2 separate regions of the Mus musculus genome follow, and region 1 is linked to region 2. A link is a contact called in public HiChIP or PLAC-seq data. All regions are on one chromosome and are shown on one strand. Each heading gives the region's core, a stretch centred on a gene start, on an enhancer-like site or on the middle of the called end of the contact. The rest is flanking DNA. Distances are from core to core; before and after follow the strand shown. Region 1 has its middle 19 kb from the start of Gm30311. Region 2 overlaps Boc (biregional cell adhesion molecule-related/down-regulated by oncogenes (Cdon) binding protein).

Region 1 (6,315 bases), core at 1,266-3,765, 140 kb before region 2:
AATAATTCCTGTCTCAAGTCTATACATAAAACAGACTGGATAAACATCTTTATTATATCTAGGCTATGTGCTGGTTTATTATTTCACAGCACCTCCTAGATTAATTTACCTTAAAAGGTGCATGGACCATAGATATAAACAGGTGTCTTTTTTTTTAATCTGTAGAAACAAAGATATGGCAATCGACTTTTGCTTATTTAATTCAGGCTCAAGACAATCCATCATTACACTTTTATGTATGGACAAGATGATGAAGTGATGATGTCTTACTACTTAGAGAGTCAATGGACCAGCGACAAGGGTATCTCTGGAGAACTTCCAACTGTAGAGTCTCAAAATCCTACTCAGAATCACCCGTTTAGTGAGCTGCCATGTCATCTGTCAGCATATTAAAGTTTGAAGGACAGGGAACTACAGCAGATTTGCTAAGGAGATGGTATTGGCTATGCACTGCAGAAGGTATCATTAATAAGAAGCTTAAAGATTCTACGGGAATCTTAAGGCACCGTGCCAGGGGTGATGTGTTGACAGTATAAAGTAGCGGCAGTCTTCAGCCAAATTCTTCTGAATATGGTCTTCCCAGTAATTCCTTGACTGCAATACCCAGGAAATAAAAGCCTGCAGCTTAACCCTTGGGCTCTAAGGCTTACGTTCTACAACCTGGCTCTAACTTCTTCCACCACAGTACCCTTTTCTTGGGCCTCCCTACTCTGCCTTTCACAGATGGCTGGATGAGACAGAATAGGACTGTCTCCCTACTCCAGCCTTTAGTGACTCCCTCACTAGGCCAGGCCTCAGGAAGGAAGGAACTGAGACTATGAATAACCCAGGCACACATTGCTGCAGACCGTGTTTTTCTCTAGTGTGTCGTCGCCTGCTATTTTTAGCCCATCCTCATTCTCATCTCCATCTGGATGAACAGACAACTCTAAGCATTGTGCTCATTGTTTTCTATTAGCATCTGGTATTTTCCTATCAGGTCTTTCCTAAGCCTTTCTCTGTTTTGAATCATGAGGAAGGCCCGGTGTTCATGTAAAAGAGCAATGACAGCAGACTCAGAGTAAGAAAACTCTTCCGGAGCAATGTGGGTTCTGGAAACATGTTTTAATCCATTTTTAAGCCACATCATTGAACCCCTGCTTGTAGCAGATGGTATTCCTAGATGTGGTTTGCTTGAACAAGATGGCCATTTGTCTTAAGAAGACTCGCTGTAATAGATGGGCTGGCAACATATAGATGAGGAATACAGCTTTAGACAATAAGTTGGGCTGTGGAGAGAATGTGGAGTCCTGGGAGACACAACGGAGCATGAATTGTGGATCCTAGTACCTTCAGCTCTCCTTGGACAGGAAGAACTCTCCATCTTGGCAGCTTTTAAGCTCAAATGTATTTGAGGAGAGGGAAGAATCTATTCAAATACCCAGGGCAGGTGTTCCAAGCATGTGGTGAGAGAATGCTAAAGTAACAGGAAATGTTATGTTATGATAAGCATTAGGTGAATAGGAAGGGAGAAAAAGGTGATCCAGGAGTTAAAGAAAAATCTTCTAAGTACAATGATCTCTGTGATTCTGAGGAGGGAAAGGAGGAATGCCACAAAAGAGGAGAAATGAAAGAGGGAGAAAAAGAAGTCATGGGTCATGGGAGTGGTCAGGATGGTCAGGAGAATTCGCTGCCCCAAACTCCAAGCAAAGCAGCAGGGGTCTCTGACCAGGATCTGTGGCTAGACTGTGCTTCTCCTTTATAAGTCAGAGAGCTGCCAAGGAAAACAATAGCAAGCAAGACTGAGGCCGGAGGCCGAGGCAGCACTTAGGAACAAGACACCTGAAGAGACCTGAGTCAGGAATCTAATCCCGAGCAAGATCTAAGTAGGGATGTAAAGGCTTGCTCTAAGAACCTGTACAGCTACTTCAGAGCCTTCTGCCCCGAGAGCCTTCACAGTCTGCTGTGATACTCACACAAACACACTGACATATGACTATATGTGTGTATGTGTATATGGTGTGTTTCGGGATCACGGGGTGTGCCCGGGCAGAGGGAAAGAAAGAAGAGAAAGCCATTAAAAGCCTTGCTGAGAAAGGTATTTCTTGTGGACAAAAAAGAATCAGGCCCCTCGCTCCCTACTGAGCCCATTTCTCCTGCCTTTACCCGAGCTGTCAGGCATGAATCTCTGTAGCATTCCGTAACTAATTGACAGTAATGGGAGCCATTGGAAACCTAAGAATACATGGCATTACCCAGCATGCACTGCAAGGAAGGGGGGCTGCCTAGGGGCAGCTGTGAGGGGAATAAAGCCAGGCTGCCTTTTAAACTGGTTTTTTTTTCTTCTTCTTCTTCTTCTCTTTTTCTTCTTCTTTTTTTAAAATTGAAGGTAGGATGTAAACGGACGGAGGCGCAGAGTTAGGTGAACTTCTACTTCAGCCTAAAAATTAAAAGCTTGTAAATCCTATATCTCATCCCGAGTGAGCATGTCTTAGGAGTCTAACCCACATGGAAGAAACAGATGGAATTTCAATTAACCCCAGGGCCCCCCTGTGAAATCTATATTGTACCCTCTGGATTTACAACATATTGTAATATATGGCTGCAGGCTCTGGAGATTCCGTCGCAAATCAACCCTCTTTATTCCAGAGGTTCAGAAAAAAAAAAAAAAAAGGCTACAAAAGCCCACTTCATAATCAAATGTGGCGAACTTTCTACCACTTCGTCCTTGGGGTAGACACCCAAGCTTAATCCTACAGCAGATCTTCCTCATTGGACAGTCTCAAGTCTCTCCATCTATTTTTCCCTCTTCTATTAATGATGATGTTTATGGAATGAAGCTTCTCATCCCAGACAGGAAATTGAGAAAACCTACACCATTATCCCACGTCAACTGGTGACTCACCGCACCCGCTTAGAGAATTATCTCCTGAAGGCTTTTTGTACTTTAAATACCCATATCTTCAGAGAATGGAGCCACGGTGACTAACGAGTCAGTTCTACCTTGGCCATGGCAGTCACGTGGAATTGTAAAGGGTGGAACCACTAAAGAATTTCAAGTTATTTTTCAAAACAGAATTTTTCAAAAACAGTTACTTTTTTTCAAAATAACAAAATTGTTTCTGAGGTGCCCCTAAACTCGTGGCTTTGGCTTTCATTCCTATTATTTCTTAATGGCCCTAACTGTCTGCCTTTGTTCCTTATTTCAAAAATAGCATCCATACAAAGATTAAACGTCTCAAATCCGAAAATAAATAAATGATTTGGGATTTTTAAATACTAGAGACATATTTTTATGCTCACTTTTATTCTTAAAGCACTAACTTGTTCCTAAAACTGCATTTCAGTTTTTCTGCAAAGATGATGTTCTCTCATGCAGCATTTTGACATTACTCACCAGGATATAACTCTTATTATCCAGCATCCACTGCAAGGTTTGCCTCTGGATCTTTAGAAGGTAACTCTTGGATATCAGATAAGTGAGATTCCTGTAGAAATCAAAACAAAACAAAACAAAACAAAACAAAACAAACAAACTCGCAGAACTCAAGCAAGTCTTTTGGAAAGATTACTGATCAAAATGTGATGTGGGTTTTCTGTCTGGCTCCAAGATGACCATGAGGAGCTGTGGGCAATGACTGTCGTCAGAGCTGGCTTTTAACTAGACTCACAGACATGCTGAGCTGGAAGGAATATGATGATCCACTCCTGAGACAGCCAGGGTCCTGAGGTATTGTGGCCACAAGGTGCTCACCAGACGGTTCCTCTTCACCGGGTCAGAACTGAAGACCTCTCCACTCAGCTCTTCTTTTGTTCCGCCCAGTCCACAGCCTACCAGAAGCCCCACCATCTGCTGCTCTCCTCACCTCTATCCTCTACCTACCACTGCTCATCTGAACCAGGAAGCCCATTACCTGCTGAGAGCCTCTCTAGAGCACAGAGACTGATACTGTGCAAGGAGCAGGGCCACCAGGGGAAGTCACAGATGCGGGAGACTCATTCTTTTGAATAGGTCTCAAACTTCCACTCAAAGGTTGGAAGAGAACTTTTGATGAACAAGTCTTCCTATTTCTACCAGGATTGGTCTATCCCCTTAAGCTAGTTTTTAATCAGAAATGAATACGATGTTTTCAGGTTCTCTTGTTTTGTACATAGTCTCTTGTCTTGTATATATTAATATCAGACCATCAGACACCATCTTGAACTAATTATTAATTTTTTTTCTTCATCTGAGCAAAAATACTGATTTGTTATTAAACCCAGACCAACATTCTTTCTACCCATATCATTCCTACCTTATACAGCGTTTACTCGGGAACTACAAATGTGTGGTTCCTGACAAATGACATATCAACCTGGGTTTTTACTTCTTTTATTTTGCCTGTTTATAATGGATGGACATCAGGCATCTTCCCACAGTGCTGTGCACCAGGCATTGCTCTCAACATTTTCTGTACATGTGTTTCCTAACCATTGCACTGACCTGCAGCATTATCTTCCTTGACCAACAAGAGGCTATTAATGTTGTAAGCAGCTCTGAAGGACCCTCTTGTTCCTCACCACATCTGTGGTTACTGCTAGGTGACAGGTTTTTCTGGTGGCCTGTTCATCTGCAGAATTGGAACTTACCTTCTGGAACATAGTCAGTCTTTTTCTAGACAACCCTAAGACTGCACTGTTCACAACCTCTTGTCTGAGACTTCCTGGCTTTTGATTGGCAACTTTAACCCCAGGTATCTCTTTTTCTTCTTGTTCATTAAGCTCAGCTCCCAGCACCACCCGAACTAAAAGATGGAAAGGAAAACGACAAGAGATCATCTAGAGGACCTGGGAAATGTCTTAATTGGAAAAAATGGGGCAAATGCACTAGATAATTCAGTAGCAAAGTTTTGGTGGTGGTGGTGGTGCTGTTGCTGCTGCTTGCTTCTGTTGTTGTTGTTGTTTTGTTTTTCCCTATCTTTCCTCAAGACTTCAATCCATGATTTCTTTAATGCCTTTGTTGGACCAAGAAAGCAGCTGCATGTACTAAACAGACGCGTTTTTCTACTAGATCTTTCTCAGGAATCCATTTGCTCTTTGGTTTCATTTTCCCTGAAAGTCTCTGCTGGCCTTTCCCACAGGTATCTATTCACTTCTTTGAATGTTCTTGGCATTTACTCACACAGACAGGGCCTTGCTGCCAAGGCCTTGTTTATTATCTTGACTGGGATTTGTTCTCTGTTCATTTACCTTATGGGTATATTAGCTTTGGAGCCAGGTTCCAGGGAAAAGGGCTATTGCGTTACTACGCAGAATCTGCAGAACCTTGTGGAGGTGGAACAACATTTTCCAGCCTAGGAAGAATGTTGTGTGTAAGTGGCAAGTCTGTGCACATAGCTCAGTGGGAGGGTGCTTGCCTTGCATGTGTGAAATCCTGGGTTTGATCCCTAGCATTGAAAGTAATAATAAATCAATTAATAAGTAAAGAACATATTTCCCTTCTGCTCAGTACAAGAACAGGGGGCTAAAATTGGAAATGGCAACACACAGCCAAAAATACAGGACTTAAGAGGCCAAGACAGAAAGATTGAAGCCAGAAGTTCAGAGATGGTATGGGATAGATGGTATGGGATACAGGGTGAGTTCTGGGCCAGCCTGGGCTATGGAGTGAGAATGTGTCTCGAAAACCAAAAACAAGAACACTAAATTTGTTAGGGAACTGGACCAGGAAAGGGGGAAAGTTAGTCAGGACTCGGCAAGGCTTATAGAAAGACAATCCTAGGTATGGCAGGAGTCCAGACAGCAGCACAATTGAGAAACTGAAACTGAGGCCCCCTGTGGTAGAGGAACCATAGAAGACCTACTAGGATTTTGGAAGATGGTAGTTTCAGCTCAGAGTACCCTCCACACCAAAGCAGAGACTTATTCCTGTAGCAACTGTGGAGAAAAGCCCAGGAGAAACATTCGCACTGAGAACAGCATGGAATCCCCTGGGATGCCAGAAGGGAAGATGTTTCTAGAAAAGCTCCTACATAGCTACATGCTTTGCCAAGAATGTTTGAATGGGCCATTATGGCAAAACCAATCCCAGAACCTCAGTGACGTGTTTCAACAACTCTTCAGCCATTCTCTGCAGCCTGCCTCTTACTGTTAATGTGAGTTTTTGGTCTTTGTTCTCATTGGCTCTGACATGTTTAAGGAAGACATTGCTTAAGGAAGATCGGATTCTTTGGCAGCATCCATGTGAAACTGTGCTATGCTTTTGACAGGTATGGTTACAATGACAACCATTCCGCCCAACAATGTTGCTGTTCGCGTTGAATCTTTCCCTAGAAATTAAGGAACTACCTCATGTCT
Region 2 (6,105 bases), core at 582-3,081:
GAGGCCTTGAATTCACCGTGTAGGTAAAAATGACCTTGATCTTAGGGCCTTCTTGCCTCCTGTCAATTTATCAAATTACTATATGTATTGTATATATCTAACATACTTCCCCAAATACTTTATCTAATAATCAGAAAGCCTAAGTTTTAATTTATATTATATACAAAATGTGAACACACACAATGATGTAAGCATCTAAAATACATTACATAATCAGTGGTTGTTGTTGGGAAACTATGTGGCAGTTTTAAGGGGAGTCATGTACTTCTTCGTATAATTATGCAAATAAGTGAGCTAACTTGGTGATATGAGTTTTGTTTTATATTGTATGTACCATTTTGAAGCATTAGTAGCATAAAAATGTCAGACATTAAAATGCAGGGTTTTATTGGGGGGAGGGATCATGCTGTGTAAGCTATACTCTGCTGCATGCTTGCATGTAGTATTATGGATCAAGCTTAGGGCTTCATGCATGCCAGCCACACATTCTGCCAAATGATCAATGTTCTCGGCCCAAACCACATTCTCTAAGCGCTAGTTTGCGCAGCAAAACAGTTTCAGCAAGGTCTAGATGCTATGTTTTAGACAGCTTAGTAAAGAAACAAAGCTGTTAGGAAAAGGGGCTCTCTAAAGGTCGCTGATGGAACTAGGAGGCCCACTTTCCCTTTTTGCAAAGTCCATGTCTGTGACGTGAGAGAGCAGCAGAGCCGTGGAGTCAGGAAAGATGATGCTTACAAATGGGTTAGGAGGACCTCATCTTCGAACCCAGCACAGCAAACCATGATTTGGGAGTGAGACAAATAACATTTGGGGGTTCAAGGGATTATCGAGAAATGAGGTCAGCAGGTGTACAGGGGAAAGCAAGTTTGATGACGTCACGGTAGTAGTTTGGATAGGCTTTTTTTTTTAATTTGTCTTTTGAATGATGAAAGTGATAATATAAACTGACTTTAACAATTTCTGGTGTTTTAAGTGAAAAGTATAAATCTCTTAATCTTCAGACATAGTTGATATTAAAATTTTCTCCTTACGTTTTTCTATGACACCCCAAACAACTACATGCCACACGTTCATATGGGGTTTTGTTTGTTTTTTCTTTTAATTTCAAAACTGGATCTCCAAGAACCTCTCAAGTTAGGTCAGCATGTCCAAAAAATGTGTTTGGCAAAAATCCTCATCATTAATGGTACTCTAAGAAAAAAATGGCACTCTCAAATCACCCCCCGACCAAGGGTCATGTAAGTCCAAGCTTGTGGTTACAGACTCGGAGCCTACTCTATCTTGGTGATTCATGCTGTGTAACAGAAAATTAAAGGTTCTGAAAGGTCGGCAGCAATGAAATCTGACTGGATTTTCATGCATAGCATTTCTCTAAATTATTTTTGGTGTGAGTCGGGGAGCATCTTTTATCATTTGGTAGGGTTTTGGAATGTCTTAGGCAATACTCACCGACCGACCTCGGTCCCAACACCATCCTTCACTACCCACACTGGAACTTTGTGACCCAGGGAGGAAACCAGTTCATCTGTCTGTGTAATTAAGAAATAGCTACTGTGCCCCTGTCAGGAGCCATGTACTGGGGTGGCTGTTGGTGTCTAACAACAGGCAAGATGGCAGCGTGTCTGCCTCCAGGACTTACACGGTTGCAGCAACATTCCTGCCCTGGACCTGGGAATGGCAGACCCTCTGCAGGAAATCTTCCTTGGTGGTGGTGGTGGGAGCCTGGGAGCTGGAGACTAGAATTAGCCTGCTCGCTCACTCTTCCCATCACCTCCTGGCTACAGTTCCCCACACTCGCTCCTGCATAAACAGCGGCCCCTGGTCCAGCTGCAAGACTCCATGTGTTTGTTTACCCTGTATGTGCCAGCCTTGCACTAAGGCCTCCGTGCTTCATGAGTTAGGGAGAGCTGGCAGGGGCGAGGTGGGGGCTTTTAGCAGAAGGCAGGGGCTGACTGACTGACAGATGGACTGCAGCCTGCTTCACATTCACACAGTGGTATTTATTTAAAGTGTAGGCGTTTTAAAAGAGCTTGGTAATTGAGAAAGGAAAGGTTAGGGGTGGGACAAGGGACTCCGTGTGTATGCTTTGGGGGTCAGGGAGGGGGTGAAGAAAGTGAGTTTGAATAAGGTCAGATGGGAAAGTAAACTGTCATGATCCTAAAGTATAGCTACCAGCCAGAGCTGCAGCTTCACTCAGTGTGTGTGTGTGTGTGTGTGTGTGTGTGTGTGTGTGTGTGTGTGTGTGAGTGATGTTGTGTATGTGTGCGTGTATGTGTGTCTCTGTCTCTCTGTGTGTATGTGTCTGTGTGTCTATGTGTGTGCATGTGTGTGATGTGTGTGTATGTGTGCATGTATGTGTCTATGTGTGTATATGTACATGTGTGTGAATGTGTACAAGTGTGTGTGTGTCTGTGTATGTGAGTGTGTCCATGTCTGTGTGTGTATGTGTGCATGTGTGTGTGTCTGTGTATGTATGTGAGGGTGTGTGTGTGTGTGTGTGTGTGCATTTATGTGTGTGTGTCTGTGTGTGTATGTGAGGGTGTGTGTGTGTGTGTGTGCATGTCTGTGTGTTTGTGTGTCTATGTGTGTATGGGTATATGTGTGTGTGTCTGTGTATGTGTGTGTCTGTGAGTGTGTCCATGTCTGTGTGTGTATGTGTGCATGTGTGTGTGTCTGTGTGTTTATTGTGTTATGTGTGTGTGTGTCTGTGTATGTGTGTGTCTGTGTGTCCATACCTGTGTGTGTATGTGTGCATGCATGTGTGTGTGTCTATGTGTGTATGGGCGCACCATATGTGTGTGTCTGTGTGTCTCTATGTGTGTGTGTATATGTGTGTCTGTGTATGTATATGAGTGTGTGTGTGTGTCTGTGTATCTATGTGTATATGGGTACAACATATGTGTGTGTGTGTCTGTGTATGTATGTGTGTGTGTGTATGTCTGTGTCTGTGTATGTATGTGTGTGTGTGTGTGTGTGTGTGTGTGTATGTGTGTGTCTGTGTATGTATATGAGTGTGTGTGTGTGTATGTGTGCATGTGTGTGTGAGATGTGTGTGTATGTGTTCAAGTCTATGTGTCTGTATGTGTATGCATGTGTGTGTATATATGTGTGCATGTCTGTGTGTGTCTGTGTACGTGTCTGTGTGTCTATGTGTGTCTGTGTACATGTACGTGTGTGTCTGTGTATGTCTATATGTCTGTGTGTCTGTCTGTCTTTGAGGCAAATTGTGTACATAACTAGAATATTGGGAGTGGGTGGGAAGATGCCGATGAAAATAGCTAAACTGTAGCTTTAAGTCGCTGTTCATCACTGACGACCTAATTTGCACTTCCTTTATTCAGGAGGCTTTTCTAGTACAATCTGTATTTCCTCCCACATCGCAGTATGAGATAGATTTGTCGTTCGTACCAAACTGGTTCCCAAGGGAGAGGTCCACCATCCCTGGCTCAGTGCTGTTAAGTTCAAGATTTGGTGCCTTCCATAGCTTGGCCGGTTCACCCTTAGACTTAGTTCTTCATTTGAATCCCTCAGATGTCCTCCAGGCGAGCGAGCGGAGACTTGTGAGAACTGGGGAGAGAGAGAGGTTTAGGAATGCTCTTGCCCGGCTCAGTTCCAGAACCACACAGGACATCTTCCTTCAGTCTGGGTCACAGAACCTGAGAGCTTTTTGAGTCACGTGAAAGGTCTCCATGTGAGCCTGATGCTTTGGTTCGTAATCATTGTGAGGAAAGGATATAGAAAATGGCTTATGTCGTTATTGGCTGATTCAACAGGTGTTTTCTGAATACCTATATATGTGTTATGGCTGCAGATGCCCTGTGGATAAGAGTATCGCCATCGTGGAGCCTTTGCTTTAGCAGACAGGAGAATTAGTTGTGAAGACTTCCACAGGAAATAAGAGCCAAGTGCCTAGCCACTGGCTGGGGGGACACCTGACATGCCAATGGGATGACAACAAGCTTCTTCACATACCTACAACCTTTTGGTCCTACCCCACCTCCTCTCTCGTAAGCCCACTCTACCCAGCCCATGCTTGCTGGCAAGAGTGGGAAGGCTTGAGTACCATCTGACTTCATCTCTGGAAAAGAGCCACACAGAGCCAAAGCCTGTGGCGACGAAGGCTGCCTTCATCATTCCCTTATTCTGAGCTAGCACCGAAGCTCTCTGTCAGGAGTCTCCCAGATCTGAAGTGTGCAGACTGTGCTTAGGCCTGGGAGGAATAGGAGGTTTGCACAGCTTAGCACTCATTGGCTTAGAGCTTGCTTCCTATGTGTCAAGGAAGCAAACCAGCGATGTATGTGGTAAAAGTGAGACCCAGGAGACCTTGCCACACTAACTTCTGTTAGGTTGCAGCCTTTGTCCTGGGACCATCAGACTTTGACTCTCCTGGGACTGGGTAAGAAATAAATATGGATGATAGAAGGAAAGTTCCTTTTGGGCTTTATAAACTGTGCTGTCTTTGAGAGCTGGCTTTCTAAACTCTGGCACATGCGTGTGTGCCCAAACATATATGAACACATGTGTGGATGGTAGTAACGTGTGTTCACATTTCTTTCATTATTCCTCTGATGCCTGTACTTAGTGATTAGTGAAATCAGTCTATCATGTGACTCATCTTTCCTGAGGCCATTCATGCTGGAGTTTAATTTAGGTCTAGCCAAAAGATGTCAGAGAAGCTGACCTCGGTTTTCTCCATATCCCTCTTAGCCCTCTGGACAATGTATGCAGCTTCCTGGACTGAACTACATTCAGTCACCCCCAGGGCCCTACTCTTCTCTGCAGGAGTGAGTGACTTGTGGTTATCAGCAGTGAATCTGTCTCCTCTTAGTGTGATCACTAGACAGGATAGATGCCCTTGCTTTTTCTTACTCAACTCCCCATCCGAATTCTGTTGTCCTTCTGCATGGTTTGGAGGAAGCACCTTCCTGAGGTCTTGCATATGGCTGAGTACTAGCCTGTTTCTAGGAGAATTTCCTTCTATAATAGCACCCTGTTCTTGGGGCCCCTTGTTTTCACTGGGAACTTACAGGCAGACACAGTGTGTTGGACTTGCTCTGAGCCTATGTGTGACAGTGGGCTTTGTGCTAATACACTGATTCCCTTGCCCTGAGAGATAGGACTTGAAGCTTTTAGGATCTACTTTAATTATATGTCCTGGAAATGGTTTGAATTTTACCTTTAAAAAAAAACCAACTATCTCTCCAGGCTATAAAATCTTAGCCTTTCCTTTTTGTCCACTCTAAGCATCAGGAGATTTAGAAGTACATATACTTGTTCTCTCTCCAGGGACTACAGTGTTTGAATTCACTCAGTGATGTGTTGTAGAGGATAGTTCTGGCCGCCCCCAGCATTTAGAACCATGGAGATGGGAAAGATTAGGTATTTTCATTTTGTGACGATGTGCCTTGCCCGGTGGCTGTATGCGTTCCCTAGGTGAGTTCAGTAGATGCTGGAGAGCAGATCTGGATATGTTTTCCCCCTCTGTAAACACTACTGCGGGATCTCTGGTGCCAAATGACCTGCTGTTGGGTGAGGATACCGCTCCCATTCTCTCTGAACAAGTAGAGACACTCTATGGAGAAATTATGATCATTAATGTCATTATCATCATCAAGAGTGCAGAAAGAGCATATGCGGAAGGGGGAAGGTTATTAGCTTACATTATAGTGGATGTTGGTGAGACCTGGGTGGAGACTGAACACTAGAAACTAATGAGAACTTGTCCAGGGATCCCCCCTCTCTCCAGACACACACACACACACACACACACACACACACGGGTTCATACACATGTTCACACACTTACATACGTATGCATGCACAGGCAAATGCTAAGAGAGAGAGAGAATGAGAACAGAGCTTTTGTGAGGTTCTGTAAGTCATGTAGGATGTATTGCTGTTTGCATACCGTTCCTTGGAGGTCAGATGCACGTGTGAACGTCAGCCATGTCACCCCTTGCATAACTGTATACAGCCCACAAGGGAAGAGCAAAGGCCACATACCCTATGGGTCTGGAACTGTGGAAAACACAACATGTCTTTGGTCTGAAATGACATTAGTTGAAAGGCCCACCAGGCGACAATGCCAGTGCATGAAATCAGATC

Evidence for each region. HiChIP or PLAC-seq counts read pairs in DNA pulled down with a chosen protein or histone mark.
Region 1: an H3K4me3 HiChIP or PLAC-seq map of embryonic basal ganglia shows a contact between it and region 2, with 2.8 times the contacts expected there. The contact joins two enhancer-like sites. A contact is called at or near these places in 13 of 115 datasets of contacts at active chromatin or transcription factors (craniofacial prominence, differentiating embryonic stem cells, embryonic basal ganglia and 9 more) and 1 of 9 other capture datasets (embryonic stem cells).

Annotation. Positions count from the first base shown.
Region 1 is chr16:44,675,486-44,681,800 of GRCm38.p6, reverse strand. No RefSeq gene overlaps it. Among named protein-coding and RNA genes, the nearest start is that of Gm30311, 19 kb to the right of the region's middle. Within about 2 kb of position 2,515, at least 72 of the 459 cell types and tissues checked have an H3K27ac peak or open chromatin away from gene starts, as enhancers often do. A contact at or near this core is called in embryonic basal ganglia and embryonic brain, where this site is marked.
Region 2 is chr16:44,534,342-44,540,446 of GRCm38.p6, reverse strand. The region is part of intron 1 of Boc (biregional cell adhesion molecule-related/down-regulated by oncogenes (Cdon) binding protein); the gene reads left to right. It overlaps Gm30064 (a long non-coding RNA gene), which reads right to left. Exons shown (of 2, transcript XR_876086.3): 2 at 3,318-3,567. Among named protein-coding and RNA genes, the nearest start is that of Gm30064, 7.0 kb to the right of the region's middle. RefSeq lists an enhancer at 5,933-6,105. Within about 2 kb of position 1,831, at least 48 of the 459 cell types and tissues checked have an H3K27ac peak or open chromatin away from gene starts, as enhancers often do. A contact at or near this core is called in embryonic basal ganglia and embryonic brain, where this site is marked.